Linked DNA regions of Sus scrofa: region 1 is linked to region 2. The links are chromatin contacts, called in public Hi-C maps. All regions are on one chromosome and are shown on one strand. Each heading gives the region's core, a stretch centred on a gene start, on an enhancer-like site or on the middle of the called end of the contact. The rest is flanking DNA. Distances are from core to core; before and after follow the strand shown.

Region 1 (6,886 bases), core at 1,860-4,359, 110 kb before region 2:
ACCATGAGGTTTCGGGTTCGATCCCTGCCCTTGCTCAGTGGGTTAAGGATCCAGCATTGCCATGAGCTCTGGCATAGGTAGCAGACGCGGCTCGGATCCTGAGTTGCTGTGGCTGTGGCGTAAGCAGGCAGCTACAGCTCTGATTAGACCCCTAGCCTGGGAACCTACATATGCCATGGGAGCGGCCCAAGAAATAGCAAAAAGACAAAAAAAAAAAAAAAAAAAATCTATGTCCAGCCCAAAGAACACTGCCTGGCACAATGTATATGGTTAAGCAAGAAGTAAGAATACTCAAAAATAAGGACTTGCCCACTTACGATCTAAGACCAGGTCATTCTAACCCTACTTTTGACACAGACAACTGGTCTACCTTTGGAAGGCCTACAAACAATAAAAGCTATAAAACTGAGAGATACGCAGATGAATAGAAGATAACCTAAGAAAACAAAACTTCATTAATTCCTGGAGAAACCCAATAGGTGAATCAGTCAAAAATATACCCGTGACTTAAGAAGTTCATGGGAATAACTGGTTCTCCAAAACCAAATTATTTAATATTTTGGATGCTTGGGGGTGGTACAACAGAGAGTAGAAAACAAGGTATACAAGTACCTAATAGAGCCTTTTTCTATTATGTAGGAGACGACTATTTCAAAAGATCCTAACAAAAATGTGCGCCATTTTAAAAATTAACAGAAATAGGAGTTCCTTTTGTGGCTCAGTGGTTACCAAATCTGACTAGGATCCATGAGGTTTCAGGTTCGATTCCTGGCCTCACTCAGTGGGTTAAGGATCTGGCGTTGCCATGACCTGTGGTGTAGGTCGCAGACACAGCTCAGATCCCTCGTTGCTATGGCTGTGGCGTAGGCTGGCAGCTATAGCTCTGATTCGACCCTAGCCTGGGAACTTCCATGTGCTGTGAATGCGGCTCTAAAAAGCAAAAAAATGAAATAAGAAAATGAACAGAAATAAGATCCTATATTATAACTATTAATAAACACTTGGGGAGAGGAGGCTTTAAGAAAAGAATTGTTATTTTGCTGTTATGGAGCCAAAATATTCTGTCATTAATTTAAACACTGATTTTCTTTTTTATTATTCTAGATTTATTTTTTCTAATTACAAAAGACATATGTGCCTAATGTAGAAAATTTGGAAAGAAAAAGGCACAAAGAAACAAAAATTGATTACTCTACCAACTTTCTAAAAGTACAATGGCACAATGTATGTGGTTAAGCAAGAAGTAAGAATACTCAAAAATAAGGACTATATACATTTATACTGGGGAGCTTCTTATAATTTTCTAATATGCAAAAATACAAAGTGAGTGCAAAATTTTGCTTTTCTACTGCAAGAATTCAAGAAATACTACTCAATTTTTTCTAGAAATTATTTATTTATTTATTTATTTATTTATTTATTTATTTGTCTTTTTGCCATTTCTTGGGCCGCTCTCACGGCATATGGAGGTTCCCAGGCTAGGGGTCGAATCAGAGCTGTAGCCACGGCCTACGCCAGAGCCACAGCAACGCGGGATCCGAGCCGCGTCTTCAACCTACACCACAGCTCACGGCAACGCCGGACTGTTAACCCACTGAGCAAGGGCAGGGACCGAACCCACAACCTCATGGTTCCTAGTCGGATTCGTTAACCACTGCGCCACGACAGGAACTCCACAGTCTAGAAATTAATTAGAAGTTAATTCCTTCATATAAAACAAGATAATTTCAGTACTATAACTACATCTTAAAATCAGAGTCCATAATTCAGTTGAACTCTAAATCTACTTCCACTATGGTTAACTAATCCTTTCGCTTAGTTACTTATAACCCGGACAACAAATCCTTTAAAGTTTCTCGTATTGTTCTACAACCTCAACTCTAAAGCCTGTCCAGACTTTGCTACAGGAAGGATGGATGAAAGAAAAGACTAATTGGATACCTCTTTCAGCTCCATTACTGGCACTGTGCTTCCTCTTCTTAAAAGACAATGTCTTTTGTCTCCCACTACCCTTAGCAACTGGATCCTCATTGTACACTAGGACCTTATTATTTTCCTAACAAAGGCACCTGTAATAAGATATGGAGGTTTAGAATGGATGCCTTCTCAGAAGGTGCCAAATGGATGATTTAGGGAGTTTATAAAAATAAGTCAGATCTGTGTCCAGTAACCATTCAAAGGTACTAATTTAGCATCTTAGCAGGTGGCAGCCTTTTACATAACAATAACTGAACACTTTGAGGGTATCTATATATCTACTGTGTGCCTGTCACGGTGCTATAGGCGTTATCTGTATTCAGCTAATCTCCATGGCAAGCTTATGAGGTATTACCTTCTCCTTTTACGTTTAACAAAGTTCAAGCTACACTGAATCCCTTGCTGAAGTGCTGCAGGGCTAGTATCCCAGCCAGGAGTGTCTGAACTAGAGTTCTGTCAGCAAAGTACGTTCACGTCTGTATCAGATATGTGCAGGATTGTCACTGGGGCTTTTTCTCCAAATACCTGTATAAAACACTAAGCCCAGCTGCCCCGCAGTGGGTCCTGCTGCAAAAGTGAGCACTGCGTGACGCCAGGGGCTAGGGAGAGGAGCAGTGGACCCAGTGTGACTTCCACCACCAGGGAGGGAACCTCAGGGTAGATGTCTACGGTGATGATGATGGTGACGTTGCCATCGTTACCATTTCTGTGCCTGGCCCTTAACGCACTCTGCCTCCCGTAATCCTCACAACTCTGTGACTATCATTATTCTTATTTTACAGAAAAGAACTAAGGCTCTGAGAAATTCAGCCACTCCTCATGGCCACCCAGCTGACCAATAGGACTCCAGGACCCCTCCCCACGGCCTCCGAGGGCCGTCAAGTAAGCCCCACGGGAGGGTCCCTTTCCGGATCCCTTCTCCGCCCCTTGCCCCACAACCCAGCTTCCTGTGCAGCCGCCGTCGTTCCTGGAAGTTCCCAGGCCCGGGGGCCTGCAGCTAGCTGCCTGCTGTCCCCGCCGTCACCGGGTCCCCAGCCTAGGCGGCGGCCGCGACAACCCCACTTACGCAGATCGCGGAGCAGGACGCCCCCAGATCGCAGGGCCGCAGCCATGTTTGTGCCGACTGAAAGCATTCCCGGGGCAGCCTCGGCCCGGGGCCTGGGTTCCTCCCGCAGCAGCACAGCCAGGCACGGGCTCCGACAACGACCAGTCGCAGAGCGCAGCACCAGCCACCCACGCTGCCTTATCATGCGCCGCCACTCCCTGCGCCCAGGCTGCGCGCCCGCTCATTCGCTGCCGAACCGGGGCGGGGATCGAGGGCGGGGCCAGGAGGAGGCACGCCCCTCACCGGGGCCTGCCCTGCCGTAAGGCAGTCTTCAGGGTAAGAAACGGCTCAGGACTGTACTATCCGCCCTTTCCATCTCTTCCACCAAAAATACTTGCGTTGGCGCCCAGCTTCACTCTGTGTCTCCCTGGTTGCACATAGCCACCTGACCAAGGCAGGAACTGCAACCACAACTCAGCAAAGAACTTTCTTGACATTACCGTTACTATCGCATAGAATGAGAATGCTTTTGCCTCAATTCTCCACTTTCGTTGCCTAGGTACAGAACAACTGTGCTGACTCTTTTGCTTTGTTTTCAGAATGAGAAAAGGAATTCTTTCATATAAGACACTCACGAATAATTATCCAATTTTTCTGCAGCAGATTTTGACAGCTGTGACCAGAAAGCCAACATTATACAGCTAACGTGATCGTGTTAAGAAAAGTGAAGGCCAGCCCAGCAAATCAACTTCTTGGAAGGCTAGTGTGGTGAAGTTTATCAGTATGATGTCTGCGCACCTTGACAAGGTAGTCACCTGACCCCAAACCGCCCACGGGACAGCCCCCACCCCCTTCATTTTTAGCCTTTCCTACATCCCTACACCTGCACCCCTACATCCCGCCCACCTGACCCATAAATTCAGTGCGTCTCAGAGTACAAGACCAACCTTTGGAACAGAAAGGTGTCAGGCATCATTCTTTCATTCACTGAACAAGCATTGAGCATCTATCATGTGCACTTGGAAAACAGCAATGAATAGAACAGAGGAGGGGCTTACATGGGGATTAGGGGAGAGTCAGAAAATAATCACAATATGTACTATTTAGGGTGATGATGAGCGTTAGAAAGAAAGAAGCGATGTAACAGAGATGAGAGAGAGGAGGCTAATGCAATTTGAAATAAAGAGGTCAGAGAAGTCCTCACTGCCATTTGTGAAAGACCTGAGGAAGTAGGGGGCATGCCATGTGGAACATTCCAGGAAGATGGAGTCTAGATTGGGTTGGAAAAGTTTTCTGTATTCTCTTGATTAAATTAGTTTATTTATTATTAAAGTTAGTCCTCCTTGGTTATAAGCTCAGTGTAAATATGTCAAATTAAATGAATTACCTTTCATATTATCTACATGATCTTCAAATCAACTCAGAATGAAAATTATATTAGTTTAATTTGCCCTTTAAGGAGGTGATCTTCAGGAGTTCTCTGGTAGCCTAGAGCTGTGGCATGGGTTCGAGTCCTGGTTCAGGGAATTTCCTCATGCCATGGGCATGGCCAAAAAATAAATAAAAAAGAGAGGTGATCTTCATAGATAATATATTCCTCTACCTAAAGCCTAAACCCATTGCTTTTTTTTTCTTTTTAGGGCCACACCTGTGGCATATGGAAGTTCCCAGGCTAGGGGTTGAATCAGAGCTGCAGCTGCTGGCCCATGCCATAGCCACAACAATGCCAGATCCAAGCTGCATCTGTGACCTACACAGTAGTTTGTGGCAACGTAATCCTTAACCCATTGAGTGAGGCCAGGGATCGAACCTGAACCCGCAACCTCATGGGTACTAGTTGGATTTTTACCCACTGAGCCACAATGAGAACTCCTGAAACCCACTGCTTTTAAATAAACTACACAAACAGACTCTACATTTTGAAATGTTCTGCTGGAAAAAGTGGACAAGGCAAGAGAACTAGAAAAGGCCAAGAGTTTGTAATGGTTGAGCTATGTGGGCTCTCCTCAGCTACCTCTGGGAGCCTCTGGAAATGTTATCTCTCCATCCCGGGTGCTATGCCCCTCCTGCTAAGTGGAGATAACAGGAGTCTTCTGGCCCCTCCCAGGGAAATGCTGATGATTAGTGACAAGGCAGAAAGGTGCAAAGCCCACATAATCAGCACTGAAACAGGTTAAATTTGTAGCTGGCCAGAAAGAAAGAAGGGAACTAGCAAAACATGCTTTATTAAGTATATCAATATAATAAAATTAAAAAATGAATTAGCACCATGCCATACATTTTCCTCACACCTGTATTTTTATTTTTACTGACTTTTTAAAAACTCATTCAAAACTACACTCTTGATGTACATATGAAGACTCAGGTTACAAATGTAAACAGAACTTTATGCTTTTTCCCCAAAGAGAGTTTCATGACATTTGTTATTTCTAATCTAAGACTTATTTCTTACAAACATCATATATAACAGCTTTTCAATGAGTACATTTTATGTTCTTTTGAAGTGGAAGCAGCTATAATGTGATTTATAGGAGCCCTTTTCAAAACCCTTTGGAGATGCCTAGCCTGGAAACTTCCATATGTCACATGTGTGTCCCTAAAAAGCAAAAAAAAAGAAAAAAGAAGAACTGATCAGAAAACATAGTCCTTAAACCAGAAATTGTGAGTTCTAAATATGGGTTTAATAAGAAATCCAGAAAGCCCTTCAAGGCTAAAGAAATTTATAAAAATTTAAATTATGAAATTTAATTTAAATTTAACATTTTAATTTATTTATATATATATACATATATGATGGTGTATATATATATATATATACACATACACATAAGTGTGTATATAAATGTGTTTTTTTCTGGCTTAAATATTTGTATCAAAACTATCACCACTTCCCTTAATCTGAAGGCACAGTCTCTAGGCCAGTTCAGATAAGTGGTACCCGCACCACACAGGCGAGGGTTTGTCTGACCCCGGGTGGCTTAATTAGTGAAGAAAGCACTCTTGTCACACACAGCACTCGGAGTTCGGCCTTTGGTTCTCAAGAAAATGAATTTGTTGGTTTCAGCTCAATGCTTCAGGAAAGAGGGAGAGGGAAAGATCCTCTAATTCATTATTTGCCATGATTGGCACCTCTGAGCTACGCAAACTAAATTTAAATTCCTCAATTCTGTCTCCTTAATCAGAAAAACAACAGGGCAAGGGGGATGGGAGTGTTCAGTGAAAGAGCAGCAGTGGCTGCCTGTGGCAGACAACAGTGAGCTCTGATTACTCAGGGAAATCTGATCAATGTTCACTGTAATTGTTTTACAGCCAAGAGGGCACCAAATCCAGACAATGCAATGTGCATGTTGACTGCCCCTCTTAACCACGCAGAACCTCAAGTCCAGCTTCAATCATGCACTTATTCATCTGAACATATTTGCTGAGTCTAGCATGAGTAAAGCATTGTATCAGGCAATGTGAAGGATAAAAAAGTAAAACGCAAGGCATGCTCTCCAGTACTTCATTCATTTATGAAACAACTATGCCTGGAGATAATTGTTGAAAAGAAATAGGGCTTTGCAGAGTTCCCATCGTGGCTCAGCAGGTTAAGAACTGGACATAGTATCTGCGAGGATGCGGGTTTGATCCCTGGCCTCGCTCAGTGGGTTAAGGATCCAACGTTGCCATACTCTGTGGCATAAGTCACAGGTGCAGCTCGGATCTGGCGCTGCTGTGGCTGTGGTGTAGGCCAGCAGCTGCAGCTCCAATTTGACCCCCAGCCTGGGAACTTGCATGTGCTGTGTATTCGGCCCTAGAAAAGAAAAGTGAAGGAGAGAAGGGGAAGGGGGGAATGGGAGGAAGGAAGAAAGGAAGAAAGAAATA
Region 2 (7,509 bases), core at 3,189-5,688:
TGGTGACTTTTCTTAGGAACTTTTGATTTACAAAGTTAGTAATGATCAAACATGAACTTACCCAAGAAGTCAAAATATTGTTTCCATAAAGAGGCAATTTTGGAGTTCCCTGGTGGCCCTGTGGTTAAGGATCCGGGGTTGTTATGCTGTGGTGCAGGTTCCAACTTCCACATGCCACAGGCATGGCCAAAAACCAAACCAGAACAAAAACAACAAAGCATAAAGAAGCAATTTTGGGAGTTCCCATCATGGCACAGTGGAAACGAATCTGACTAGAAACCATGAGGTTGCGAGTTCGATCCCTGGCCTCATTGTCGTGAGCTGTGGTGTAGGTTGCAGATGAACTCAGATCTGGCATTGCTGTGGCTGTGGTGTAGGCTGGCAGCTGCAGCGCTGATTCGACCCCAGCCTGGGAACCTCCACATGCCTCCAAAAGCAAAAAAAAAAAAAAATTGTGTGCAGGCTGCTTTTTAAATTTCTGATTGGAAGGGTGTGACAGTGGAGGGGGTGTTTATCAGAGAAGAGCAGCTTTGAGGAAAGGCTATTGTAAAGATTCTGTAATATAGCTCTCATAATCTAAAATCTTAGACTTGGAAAGAACTTAGAGATCATTTAGTCTAACTTTGGACTCATTTTACAGAGAAGGAAACCACACCCAGCAAGAAGAAATGTCTTGCTCGAGGATAAACTCAGGTTTCTTGACTCCTGGATGATAATAAATTGTTAATTATAAAAAACAGTATATAACTTGTTTGATAGGACCTTTAGGTAAAAGCTATAGAATAGTCATGTCAGTATCTTTCTTGGGCAGTTTTAGAATTCCCACTTGGTGTCTGATCCCTACAATCTAGTACAGTGTGTATATGACACAGCCTGGGTCTGGCACTGAACAAACAGCATTCATTTTCAATCTCGGTCCTCAGCATATTTGATATAGAACACTGCAGTCAACTGTACTCTAGAAAGCCTTAGAAGTATGGCATTCCAAGAATTGCTATTAGTGTGGAAAAACTGTTTTGCTCCTCTTTTACTTTTTCACATGTATTTCCTGGGGCAAAATAGGGGTAATTCATTCTGCTGAGTCAAGTGTAGGGAGGCACTCTGAGTGGAAGGAAGATTGTATACAAACACCTAGAGGTTTGAGACCTAATAGGGTATACTGGGCTCTTTGGGAGAGCCAGACCTGCTCTAGCCTATGCATCCTGGACTTTAGCTTAAAGGCAATGGGGAGCTATTGAAGGATTTAGAGCAGGGTTCAGAGCAGCATTTAAAGCAAAGAATATAGTTGCCTTTAAGTAATTTTTCCCCCCTTTTTCAGCCGCATCTGTAGCATATGGAAGTTCCCAAGCCAGGCATCGAATTCGAACCACATTTGTGACCTACACCACAGCTGTGGCCACCCTGGATCCTTACCCCACAGTGCCGGGCCAGGAGTCCAATCGGCAATGCCACAGAGACAAGCCAGATCATTAACCCACTGTGCCACAGCAGGAACTCCTAAGCGATTTTTTAAATCACATGATAACATATGGATAGATGCTTATATAAAATGAAATACTAAAATCTAAAGCCATCCCCAGTTTCTCCTCAGAGGTAACCACTACTCTGTTTGGTCTGTGTACATGCATGAGAGATATATCTAGAATTATTTTGCGCATGTGTTTTAAAAAAAATATTATCTTGTCAAAAGATCAATTTGAGGGAAAGAGCTTGGGTTTGGGAAATTCTAGGAACCAGCTGGCCACCTGTTTACTTCTGGCTTCGTGTTCAGAGTATTTTGGGAACATTCCAGTTTGTGAGATTCTCACACTAGGATTGGTGCTGTGGGAACTAGCTGGCATACCCCAACCATGACAGCTGCAAACCCTCCCAGCCATATCCACTGGGTCTGCCTGCACCGTTGCTTGCTCTGGGTCAAAAGTTGGCTCCCTGCAGTTGTGGTTATTGAACAGCTAGAATTCACAGATATTAAATATTCCTTGTTCAGGAGTTCCCGTTGTGGCTCAGCAGTTAATGAACCCGACTAGCATCCATGAGGACACAGGTTTGACCCCTGGTCTTGCTCAGTGGGTTAAGGATCTGGCATTGCCATGAGCTGTGGTGTAGGTTGCAGAAGCGGCTCAGATACCGCATTGCTGTGGCTATGGTGTAGGCCAGAGGCTACAGCTCTGATTAGATCCCTAGTCTGGGAACCTCCATGTGCCATGGGTGCGGCCCTAAAAAGACCAAAAAAAAAAAAAAAAAAATTGTTCCTTGTTCAGATTAGGGAATGCACGAGGTGCTTGCCAAACGTTACGGAACAAGTGAAGAACCAAACATGACCATGGGTTCCTTTTCTAAGGGAAACAAAACATTCATTATTTTGGGTTTGCTCTTTTAATAAAAGTATACATATAACAAAGTGTATCCACATAGTGAAATAGTTTTCTTTTTTTAAATTTTAAATGATTTTTATTTTTTCCATTATAGCTGTAAGTTTACAGTGTTCTGTCAGTTTTCTACTGTACAGCAAGGTGACCTAGTCACACATACATGTATACATTCTTTTTTCTCACATTATCATGCTCCATCATAAGTGACTAGATATAGTCCCCTGTGCTATACAGCAGGATCTCACTGCTTATCCATTCCAAAGGCAATAGTCTGCATGGTTTTCCATTATCAAGAGTCAAGTTAAAAAATATTACCAAATTAACAGAATAAGGACTTCTAATCCATTTACACATATCCATAGTTCAAGTCTCATTAGGGCTGATAGTCAAGCGAGGTCTGGGAGTATGGGATCTAAGGAGTACAGATTTAGGAATACATGTGGATTGATTTCTTTATTTGCACATCAATTCATTCAGTACACATTTAGTATTTATTATTAGCCAGATTATAATAGCTAAGGCATTAGTTAAAGCACTCTGTTCCCTTTGCTCTAAATTAAATTTCCCAGAAGTTCTTGTTGTGGCTAGGCTGGTTAAGAATCTGACTAGCATCCATGAGGATGTGGGTTCGATCCCTGGCCTTGCTCACTGTGTTAAGGATCCACAGCTTGACCCTAAGCTGCAGCATAGGTCACATGTGCTAAGGATCCACAGCTTAACCCTAAGCTGCAGCATAGGTCACAGGAGGGGCTCAGATCCAGTGTTGCCATGGTTGTGGAGTAGGCCTGCAGCTGCAGCTGCAGTTTGATCCTTAACCTAGGAACTTCCATATACTGCTGGCTTGGCCCTAAAAAGAAAAATTTTAATTAAAAAAAAAATTACAGCTCCCAGACCACTGTGGGAGAAGATAAACAATGTAATGGGTACCCATAATGGGTTTTATATACAACCAGTGATTTGCCAGTTATCCCATTCATTACCTAAGTTTTTGGGAAAAAGTCCGAGGTTAAAATTCTTCCGTGAAAACACATTCCCTGTATAGTTCCTATGTGGTGCTTATAATAAAAGATCTCTCTATTACTGAAAGGTGATTTTGGCTGGGGGGTGATGGATATATTGTGTTCTTGAGAAATGCGTTTGAGATTCGTCCAGGTTCTAGACTGGAATCCAAAGCTCCTGAGCAGGAGGGCAGAGGTCATAGTTTAAGATAGTTTACTCGGATCCTCTCTTGACCTTAATTCCCAAAACAATTGCCTGGGTAAAGGGAAAGGCTTTTATTAGAGTACAAGTTTTCCCTAATACAGATTAGGAAGAAGCATTTTCAACAGACTTTGTGGCAGGATCACTAAAAAACTTCCTAAAACGAGATTTAACATGTTATTCTACCTTATCACAGCTGAAAATATGCTATTGAAAAAGAGAGTCGTGACCTCTGCAACATCTTACTTGAGAATAATGTTTACAAATATATTAATATTCTCTTATTTTCTTTAAGGGAAAACGATGAGGGAGTTGGAGGTTCAGTGGGAGCTGTTCCCGGAAATCCCCAGAACGTCAGCACAAGCCTGGGAAGGGAGGCGGGAACGTTACAGTGGAGGATTATGAAGGCCGTCGGTGGCTGTGCAAAGGAAAAAAAACCTTGCCAAGAAAAGAGGGTATATAAAGCCCTGTTCATCAAGGACTGAAACCCAAAGGGGTTCCCTCAAAGCTTTATACGGCGGAGAGAAAACGTCCAGCATCCGTTTCCTCCAAGAGGGCGTGAACTGCAGGCAAAGGCAGGTCCCGAGGGTCAAGTGCCCCTTTCTTCCACTCCCACAACCTCTCCTTCGGTGATCACATCACATAGGTGACCTAGAACTGACCCAGAATTTCCTCGGACCTCTTACCCGCGCCCGCCGCCACAGCCTGAGCGAGTGCGGAGACCGCATCAGACAGGATGTACGGAGAGCTCTCGGAGTGCAGCCCTGCGGTCCAACCCGCCCGTGGCCATGGTGACCGCCGGAGACACGCAGCTCCGCCCCTTCCTCGCGACGTGGCCCCGCCCCTCCAAACCCGGAAGCGCGGGGCTCAGGCCAGCTGCGCGAAAGATTCGCGAGAGAGGGCGGTGGCCCAGGCCTGCTTGGCCGCGCGCCCCGCCCCTCGGAGGCCGGCTTTCCAACGCGCCCCCAAGGTCTGCAGAGCTTGCGGGTACAGAGCGCTCCACCCACCGGCCCCGACCCGGGCCCAGCAGCCTCCCTGGACTGGACCCGTGCTGGAGGGAAAAGCCGCCTTGGGGAGGCGGGAAAGGGAACTGGAGGCGGCCACGGAAGGTGAGGGTTTGGCTGGGCCCTGAGAAGCGGAGGGTGTGAGTGTTTGATGTGTTTGTGGCTGCAGGTGAGAGTGGTTTGTATTGTGAGCGGCTGCCTCTGTCGGCGTGAGTTTGTGTGGATCCGACTGTATCAGTTCATGTGACCATGCACGTGATTGGATGTCCCTGTGTGTGTTTGACTGAGGTCGATTCTGAGTTCGTGGAGGAGATCCGTGTGCCTGTGACCCCGCCTTTGTGTGGCTATCAATAGTGGGAGTGGGAGAAGGTGGAGGTCTGTGTATGAGTCGCCTAGGGTGAGGTGGAGGACGCTTGACCTGGGTACATTCTTGTAATCCTATCTTGGGGCTACACTGCTGCGGCCCAGGAACATATTTTTCTGTAAACTTTTAAGAACTCTAAGCAGACTAGTTGTTTTGGAGATTGCACCTCAGGCTGAAAGTGATAAATGCCTTTGTCACTGCTGAGTGGGGTCCAGGTGTGAGGCTGGTGAATGAGGCATGGGGAAAGTAGCAGGGCTAGGCTGTCTCACTTTTCCTCTTCTCCTTTAACTGGGGAGTCATAAATTCTGCATATGCTGCTGCTTTGTCTCCACCTACAATGTTCCAGCTCCTGTTGGCACAAAGATTCAAGAGACTGAGGGGTAATCGAATAGCTGTGTGCCAAATTTCCAAAAGCTTTTATATAAGCCATCTATACAAGATGAGGTGTCACAGTCGAAATGTCAGGTAATCAGCGTTTACTCCCATGAGGTTTAGAAGGTAATGAAATAAGTTTTTGAAGAAAAGAGAGATAAATCTTCCCCTGAGGAAACCTAAAAAAAGAATAGTTCTGGACTGGTATGCTGAGGTATGGAGGCCTACATTAAAAAGCCAATGGCATCACCTAGAGAGTCTCAGGTTCTAATATTTGGCTATTGATGGTGTTAATAATAATCACAGATTGTCCATAAGTCGATCATATTGTTGAGATAAAGGATCAGAAAACCTCTGACTAGTTAAACTGGTTATATGACTTAGACATTTGTAAAGGCGATTTCATTGACTGTGAATTGGCAGGTTCTGTTGAAACCCTGAGGATAAGTGGACTGTAAATTGGCTGGTTCTGTTGAAACCTTGAGACATAAGTGCACATAATTCTTGGTGCACACAGTTTTATTGTTGAGCAAGCACAAGGGGCAGAGAGGCCCAGGTGTCCAGAGCACTCGTGAGGAGGGGTTTCCTTAGGCAAGATTAAGGCAAAATTCCTGCAGTCCCTTTCCCACCAGCATGAACAGGTGCTTTTTTTTTTGTGAAGAGTCGAATTGTGAGAGATCAGATCAGTGTTGAGCTTGTGGTCCACATTCTTTCTTTAATTCTGACCAGTTTGGTCAAAATCTCAGTTAACTTTTTTTTTTTTTTTTTGCCATATGCAGAATGTTCCCCTTATGACTTGGAGAAGTATTCCTTCCCCTGTAGTGGATGAAAGAGAGCTGGGAGAACAAACTGCCTTTTCATACCACTCACAGCTGCTTTCCTTTTGCAGCAGTTTTTTTTTTTTTCACTTAAACGTCAGTTGGTCAGATGCAGCATTTGGTATCTATCTTACCTTTCATGTCCTGCCAAACCAGCACAAGTGTTAAAATCACTTGCCTCTACAAAAATTTAGTCACAGTTGGCTGGAATCTCTCCGTCCAGCAAGATTAGTTATAAATTGTTATAATGTTGGATGATTGTGAATAATACTGAGACTGTGGTAAGGAACATCTTTCTTCTTAACTGTTGCGGGAAGAAGTGGATGAGTGACGGTGAATGTGTGTGCCTGATTATGATGGGAGTGTGTGTATTTGTATGATGGTTTGGTTTGTACATTGCAATGGATTCTAAACTATGAATATTTTATCCCAAGTTTGGTGAACCTAGAAGCAAACTTTCTGGCTTTAATTAGCTAAGTTGTTTTATAACTCTATTGAGTAGGTTTTTTTTTTAAATCTAAATATGTTTTTGATATTTCCTCCTATACAACAGTAATTGTTTATAGTAATGTAATACTAGAAAATGTCTTCATTAGGAAATATTTAGGTGATATAGGAGTATTTCAAGTCTGTCTAGGTAGAAAATATTCCATAATTAACTATTTGTGCTAGCTGCTTTCAGTTAAAATCAGTGACCAGCTTAGAGAAAGGCTGTAATTCAGATGGCTTTGATTTTTAACATGTTAGTATTTGTTAAGAGGAAATGGATGTGGAGAGAATGATTTCTTCAGTTCAGTATGAGTAAGAAGTACATCTTTGCACACTGATTTTTCAGCATAAAACTAGCTGATGACTTTCTTGATGCTTTAGAGGCACTTAAGATTTTAATAAACTTTTCTAAAAGTACCATCCTGGCCTTGAGAAAAGAGACCCTTATTAGAATGTAAAGGTGAAACCAAGTTTAATGTTGGATGAACACATTTACCATCTCCTTGGAGTTCAGTTAGTAAACCTTAAGTTTACAGGTCACAGTTGTGCCTGCTGAATACCTTGGGTTCCTGAAGGAGCAAATGTGGAGGGCCCAGGAAGAAGATTAATTGGCTTTAGACTCTCCTGCTCCTGATCAGTCCAGAGAAGCCCCTCTGAAATGGCAGTTCAGAATCAGCCCAAAAGTTAAGTCCTAGGGTCTCAAACTCAAGGGAAACCCATGCATGCTTTGGGGTGGAGGACATGATGCAAATAAGCATGTGAATCCTTCCAGACTGATGGGTGGAAGTTCCTCATTTGGCCATAAGAATGTGCAACAAGGAACTATATAATTTTCAGGTTTCTGTTAGGATGACGCAGATGCCTGAGCAAAGACGGGCAGCCTTTAAGTT

Evidence for each region. A called contact is a pair of places that touch in the nucleus more often than the background predicts.
Region 1: a Hi-C map of heart right ventricle shows a contact between it and region 2, with 2.8 times the contacts expected there. The contact joins the promoter of FECH here to the promoter of SPG21 in region 2. A contact is called at or near these places in 2 of 47 Hi-C or Micro-C datasets (epiblast stem cells and heart right ventricle) and 1 of 2 datasets of contacts at active chromatin or transcription factors (alveolar macrophages).

Annotation. Positions count from the first base shown.
Region 1 is chr1:106,895,126-106,902,011 of Sscrofa11.1, forward strand. It overlaps FECH (ferrochelatase), which reads right to left and starts at 3,110. Exons shown (of 11, transcript NM_001170523.1): 1 at 3,044-3,110. The coding sequence starts at 3,110. LOC110260892 (a long non-coding RNA gene) reads left to right here and starts at 3,365. Exons shown (of 3, transcript XR_002344451.1): 1 at 3,365-3,581; 2 at 3,683-3,829.
Region 2 is chr1:107,007,386-107,014,894 of Sscrofa11.1, forward strand. SPG21 (spastic paraplegia 21 (autosomal recessive, Mast syndrome)) reads left to right here and starts at 4,439. Exons shown (of 9, transcript NM_001244929.1): 1 at 4,439-4,681.